Linked DNA regions of Rattus norvegicus: region 1 is linked to region 2. A link is a contact called in public Hi-C data. All regions are on one chromosome and are shown on one strand. Each heading gives the region's core, a stretch centred on a gene start, on an enhancer-like site or on the middle of the called end of the contact. The rest is flanking DNA. Distances are from core to core; before and after follow the strand shown.

Region 1 (2,934 bases), core at 151-2,650, 86 kb after region 2:
CGATTAATTGATAAATAAATTCCAGGACACATTTTATGTGTCTTTAAATATTTGTTTTGGTTGGTTTCCTGAAGCACTATTTTCTTATCTGTGTGCTAGTCATTCCAACTCCTGGATGGCCACAATTCATTTTTCTGGTCCTTTATTTTGGGACATTCGGAACCATTCCTAGCTCCCCACTGTTGCAGAAATGCTGTGATGACTCGGTCTTTGTGTTCATTGCTAGTCATCTCAGTAGAACAGATCTCTGAGTGTCCAGGCCAGAGAACTGGCCTTTCCTCCATAGTAGTTTTCAATTCTGGAGTCTTTCCCTCTCCCTCTCCCTCTCCTTCTCCCCCTCCCCTCCATCCCCTCCCTCCTGCTGTCCACATCCAGTTTGCACGTGGCAATGATGTCATACAGAATGGAATTGTCTTGCCTTTTCTCTTATTCCTTCCTGTTTGACAACAACCTCCTTCACACATTGGCTGATCAACTCAAAATTCTTGGAGGACTTTGAGAAGAAGGTGAAAGTTCATGGCCCATTTTCCCAAGTGGCAGAGGCCTTCTTGAGATGTTGAAATGTGTTAAGTTCTTGGGTTCCTCGTGAGGTTTTTCAAGGAACATGAACTAGAATGTTTTCCAAAATCTTGGGTTTGAGCCTTCCTGGCATCTGCCTTCTTCGGGATGAAAATTTACATACATATGCTCCCGGTTCATAGAACCTGAGTCCACCATGCATGAAATGCACTGCCTGATACCTAGCAGCAGCTCAGTCTTCTTTTCTTTTTTTTTTTTCTTTTCTTTTTTTTTTTCGGAGCTGGGGACCGAACCCAGGGCCTTGTGCTTGCTAGGCAAGCGCTGCAGCAGCTCAGTCTTAATGAGTTTCAGAGGGCATTCTGTAAAAGTACTGCACCATTGCACCAGAAAAGAAGATGGGAAGTAGAGATGTACTGTAGTAGAGTGTTACCTGCCGCACAACAACCCCGGTCAGTCCCTAGCACCACCCTCCTGACCCATGGAGGCAGTTGGAGCAGGAGTTCGAGGCCAGCCTTATCTCAGGGTGAATTGGGGGCATTGGGGGCGGGGGCAGTAAAGATTCTCTTATGCCAGAAAAGAAGTAGACTCACAATTTCTTGAAATAGGATTATTAGTCTCCTCTTCTTTACTAACTATTCCCTGTATGTCCGTTACACTACATGTTAAATGAACTACCTGGACCCTAATGCTTCCAATGACCGAAATCACTGAGCATGGTTGACATAGTCACATCAGCTGCCAAAGCCAACTGGCCAGGGAGGTAATAAATGCTAGCTGTATTATGTGCTCTTCTCAACCTCTCTCAACTTTACAGTAGAGTCTGGGTGCTGTGCCTCCTTCGTTTGCAGTAGAGTATGAGTCGTGATGTAAGACTCCACAGCAAGGCACTGCAGAGTCTTCGATATCTAACGATTCTGTCTGGAAAGTATCCAGTAACACCAACCCGATGTTACCACGCTACCCTGCGAGTGCCTACCTCTTCTTCAGTCATTAACAGAGTTGAAATGTGCTTTTGGAAATGCCAGCCCTCCATATGGTGGAGGCGAGTTCCTTATTGTAATTAGAGCACCATGAAGGCGTATCGCCACTCACCGAGTGAAGAAATGTGGAGCGGAAGATGACTCAATAAACATCTGAGGGAATGTTTGCAAAGTGTGATCTTCAAATCTGTGCTGAACTTCAGCTCTCAACCTGTTCTCTGCACAACTGTTTGTAATGGCTTGCGCTTGGCACATTGCCACTGTTGCCACTGAAGGCTTCATCTAAGCAGAGCCCAGTGAAACTCATTACCGTATGCATCTAGCATAAGACCCGGTGTTTAATAAAATAAAAAAATAAAATAAAATAAATAACTCCCATCTGGACCTCAAGCCAAGAATAGTTTACTTCAGCTGAACAATGGGTTTCTTAAACATAGATTTGATGAGGTTCTACTGCTAGAAAAATTCTGCATGGCAGACTCATAAGACGTATCTAGAAAGTAAGGGTGTACCCGTCAGCAGAATGCAGGCGGGCTCTGTCGTCGGTGTGTTCTTCGTGAGCAGTGCGTCAGACCCTTCACACTCTGCGAAGCACCTTATACATTGCACTCTTGCTTCTCTCTCTACCCTCTTTCCTTCTCCATTCCTTCTGTTTTTAACTTCCGGGATGTCCATTCTCTGTCTTTGTGAGGTGCCTGAAATCCCTCACAGAATGAGCAAAGCCTACATTAATTAACTAGCTTGGAGACGCCAACCCACACATCTGGGCACGGTCTACAGGGTGTCGATCCTTCACTCTCTTAGTGGTTGCTGTTTTAGCTCAAGTATATTGGTGTTTGATAAGCTGGCATTTCTATAAAATTAGAATATCATATGCAAGCTCATATGTGAAACGAGAGTCCAATATAGCTATAAACATATGGCTTGCACTGTGAAGTGTTCTTTTTTCTTTTCTTTTCTTTCCCAGGGAGTTTTGAAGAAATATACAAGAACATATGTCCTGGCCTAGGACTCACTGCCAGATTTTTTTTTTTTTGACTGTGGTTTGAGATTTCAGATCATTAACTGGACACATCTGTCTGAGTATGTTTTTCTTTAAAAAAAAAAAAAAGAGAGAAACTCTGAAGGAAGCTATCCCAAAAAAACACAGTTTAGCATTCCTAAGGGTTTTTTTAAACATATTTAATGTCCTCGACCGTTCAAAGCAGGCAGAAATCCTCCAGGCTGTGTGGCCGTCATTTTTGTTAGTAGCTAAGCATTCCTTCTGTCTGGGTGAAAATGCATAAGTTATTTTCCTATTTGCTTTATAAGCATGTACTTGTAAGTGATGGTGAGGAAACTTATGGCCTAAGGGAAAGAACTTTAAAGCTAGAACTGAAGGATTCACTCTTAAAACCACTTCCATTGTTAACTTTGACTGGGCAAGTCATACAAC
Region 2 (3,254 bases), core at 734-3,233:
GCACACACTGCCTGCTCAGAAGTTTTATTCCCTTGCAATTTTGCTTGGGAGGCCCCAGCTGGCCTCGGAGGCAAAGGCAACCATGTCGCCACTCCCACGTGACCTCCTAACTTGTCAGAGACCACTGCTCCTCCTGCTCATACTCTCCCTCTCCCATTAGGTGTGAGTCTTTACTCTCTTCTTCAGGGACCACTACCCAAGGATCGACAAGTCAGAAACAGCTCAGAGGAGCCATCCCTACATGCAGTAACAGCTGTGTTGTTCGCAAGAATTATACTCATCACCACCAAGGCTTCCCCATTCACATTATCTGTGCTTTATATTTGCACATGCACGTGGCCTCAATTATTCCTCCTGACAATATTGTGAAGTGTTATAATCATGACTTTGGCAGATAAGGGCTCTAGGCTCAGAGAGGCTAAGTGTGACTTTTTCCTGACCCAGGCATTTAACGCAGCTTCTCATTTTCTAAAGAGTTCTCTACAAAGGCTGCCTGCCAGCAACTGTGGAGAAAAGCGAGTGTCTTAAGGCCTACCTCCAGGTTCACTTAAACAAAGTGAAGAACTCAGAGGAACACCAGCTTTTACAACCAAATGTCTGTTCATCAATTTCGAACTTTTTGGCCTTTCATATTTCAAGTTGGGGTGGCAGGGTCGTCTTAGAATAGTGACAGCAGTTGGGTGGCTCACATCACTTCAGTGACGAGAGCCACTTCTCAGCTGTTTATGTGCCCAGCTGTGCTCATAGTCATAGCTTGCCATCTTCTCAATAGAAAAACGCACCTGAACAACAGTATATAGAATGTTGGTCACTCTCAGGTAGACTTAAGCAAGTTTCACTCGTTCTTAAAGCAAAATGCATGCAGACAAGGCAATGTTAGGATTAGAAAAGGCCAATTTACACCATCCTTAAGCTTGCTACCGAAAAGCATTTGTTCGACAAATTGAGTAGTTTAGGAGTATGGCACACACTGTAGACTGTGATTTAAAGTGATTGACATCTTTGGCACAATGTACAAGGGAGAGGCGTGTAGCTAAACATTTGCCAATATCCTTTCCTGGAAAAATCAGCTGTGAGAGAAGCAACGATGCATGTGTGTAACATTTTAAAATCCACTTTCCCCAGAGTAGGAACTTACAACTCCATCAACAAGGATGGTATGGTGAGTTAGTTAGTCGACTTAGCTTTCTAAGCTCAAGAGGAAAGGTAATACTGTCTTTCCACGTGAGTCCTCTTTTAGTTCTGTGGTGTTTGCACATCTCACCTGGGCCTTTCGATTACAAATCCACCTCCTTAAGGAGCCCTGTGAAAAAAAAAGATTAAAAAAAAAATCCAGCTATAAATCAGCCACGTGGAGCTACTGCTGCAGCAGCGGTGGCTGACTTCCTGGTTTCCTTTCTGCAAGCCTCTGGCTGGGGTGATTGGGCAGTGGGCGTCGGGAAGGGCAGAGCAGCAGGGTGGCTGCAGGTCCACTTGAGGGGGGACGGGTGGCAGCATCCAGAGAGGGCACGGGCATCAAGGACAGAGTTTTGATCCATAATTACAATAAAAGTTTGGGGATCTGCAGGCTTTAGGAAGCGGAGCCTAGAGAGAGGCTAAGACCAGACCTGGGGGAAAATGTTAAGTTAGTTCCAAGGTTACTAGGGACTCGCAGGGGGGTTCTCGGGGTCGCGGGTGGAGAGAGGGGGGACTGCGGAGCTAGAGCGGGCAGGTAGAGAGAAAGGAAGCCTAGGGAGCTACACACTCCGGCCGGTCGGAGCTCTGCGGAGGCCCGCCGGAGGGGAGGGGGGTGCGGCAGCGCAGCGCAGAGGCAGGCGCAGGGAGGGGGCGGAGGGGCGAGCCAGGGGAAGGTAAAGCCGAGGGGAGTTCCGGATCTGGAGCTGGAGAGGGCAGGCGGTGGGGAGGGCGGCGGGCGTAGTGATCCGGGAGGGGGGAAAAGGAGGAGGAGGAGGAGGGCCGGGGGAGGAGGAAGGAGGGAGGGGAGAGCGGTGGCGGCGGCTGCGCCCGGCTGTGTGTCTCTCGCCGCCGGAGGAAGATGAGGCTGAAGATCGGGTTCATCTTACGCAGTTTGCTGGTGGTGGGAAGCTTCCTGGGGCTCGTGGTCCTCTGGTCTTCCCTGTCCTCGCGACCCGACGACCCGAGCCCACTGAGCAGGATGAGGGTGAGTGACCCGCCTGGCCCCCTCCGGCAGCGGCGACCTGCAACTTGTTTTGTTTGCGCGCGCGTGTGTGGCGGGAGCGAGGGGCGGCGGGGTCGCGGCCGCGTGGGCGCCGCAGCTCCGCAGGTGGCGCTGGCCCGGCGCCGGCCGATCGGGGGCGCCTAGCCCTACGCCGCGGGTACCCCTCGGCCGCTGCCGGCCGCCCCCTGGCCGCCCCTTCCTCCCGCGCGTCCCCGCCCCGGGTTCAGCGCCGTCACCCGCGCTACTGCTGCTGCTGCCGCTGCCGCTGCCGCCGCGGCGGCGACCAGGCGGCTAGGCGGCCGCTCAAACGCCGCGACTACCGGGGCGCAATCGCGGGACAGAGTCGGCTCCGGGGAGCCGAGGCTGGTCGATGTCCCACTCGGAGCTGCGACCCCCGCGCTAGCGGCGGGCGGGCGCGGGGTTGGTCCGAACTGCGGCCTGTGGCGCGTGCAGGCCTGAAGGAGGCGAGATGCCGGCGCCGCCGCTGTGGTCCGGTGGAGCAGGCCCTGCGGTCCAGCCTCTCCTGTGGTCCCGCCCAGTCCGGGTGCTCGCCGGGGGGGCGCCCCCAGCCTGCTCGCCTCGGGCTCCAGCCCACGGCGCCGCCTCCCCGCAACTCCCGTGGCCAGGAGCCGGGTGCGACGTGTTGCAGAGGCCTCGCCCCGCATCCCTGTCCCTTCGATTCCCGGACAGGGTGAGAGACGCGTCCCCACCCGCATCGGCGTCCCCGCACCCGGACGCTGGGGATCCCGTCCGCCCGCCCGCCCACTACGCTGCCTCGTCCTGCGGATCGAGAGCTGTCCGCCCTCCCCGGGCCCTAGCTGAGCTGCTCCAGCCGAGGACCTAACTTGTGCCGGCTCCTGGCCGCCCCTCGCTGCCTGCTCCATCAGCTTGACGCCGAGAGGCGCGCTCCGCTGGGACGCATCCGTCTGCCGCCCTCGGCGCTTGGCGTTAGCCTTGACAGTGCCTGGCTTTGAGGGTTTAGTCAGGCTGCTCGGAACTTTAGTTACCGGGATCCGGCCACTGTGCTACGCTCACCGGGCAGTTGGCGGCGCGAACTGCTCCGCTCCTACTTCCC

Evidence for each region. A called contact is a pair of places that touch in the nucleus more often than the background predicts.
Region 1: a Hi-C map of the A7r5 cell line shows a contact between it and region 2, with 3 times the contacts expected there. The contact joins the enhancer-like site here to the promoter of Galnt7 in region 2. A contact is called at or near these places in 7 of 12 Hi-C or Micro-C datasets (the A7r5 cell line, the Rat2 cell line, Schwann cells and 4 more) and 1 of 1 datasets of contacts at active chromatin or transcription factors (oligodendrocytes).

What each region holds. Positions count from the first base shown.
Region 1 is chr16:37,674,026-37,676,959 of GRCr8, forward strand. The region is part of intron 2 of Galnt7 (polypeptide N-acetylgalactosaminyltransferase 7); the gene reads left to right. Among named protein-coding and RNA genes, the nearest start is that of Hmgb2, 48 kb to the right of the region's middle. Within about 2 kb of position 1,401, at least 14 of the 93 cell types and tissues checked have an H3K27ac peak or open chromatin away from gene starts, as enhancers often do. A contact at or near this core is called in the A7r5 cell line and prefrontal cortex, where this site is marked.
Region 2 is chr16:37,587,439-37,590,692 of GRCr8, forward strand. Galnt7 (polypeptide N-acetylgalactosaminyltransferase 7) reads left to right here and starts at 1,984. Exons shown (of 12, transcript NM_022926.2): 1 at 1,984-2,161. The coding sequence starts at 2,036.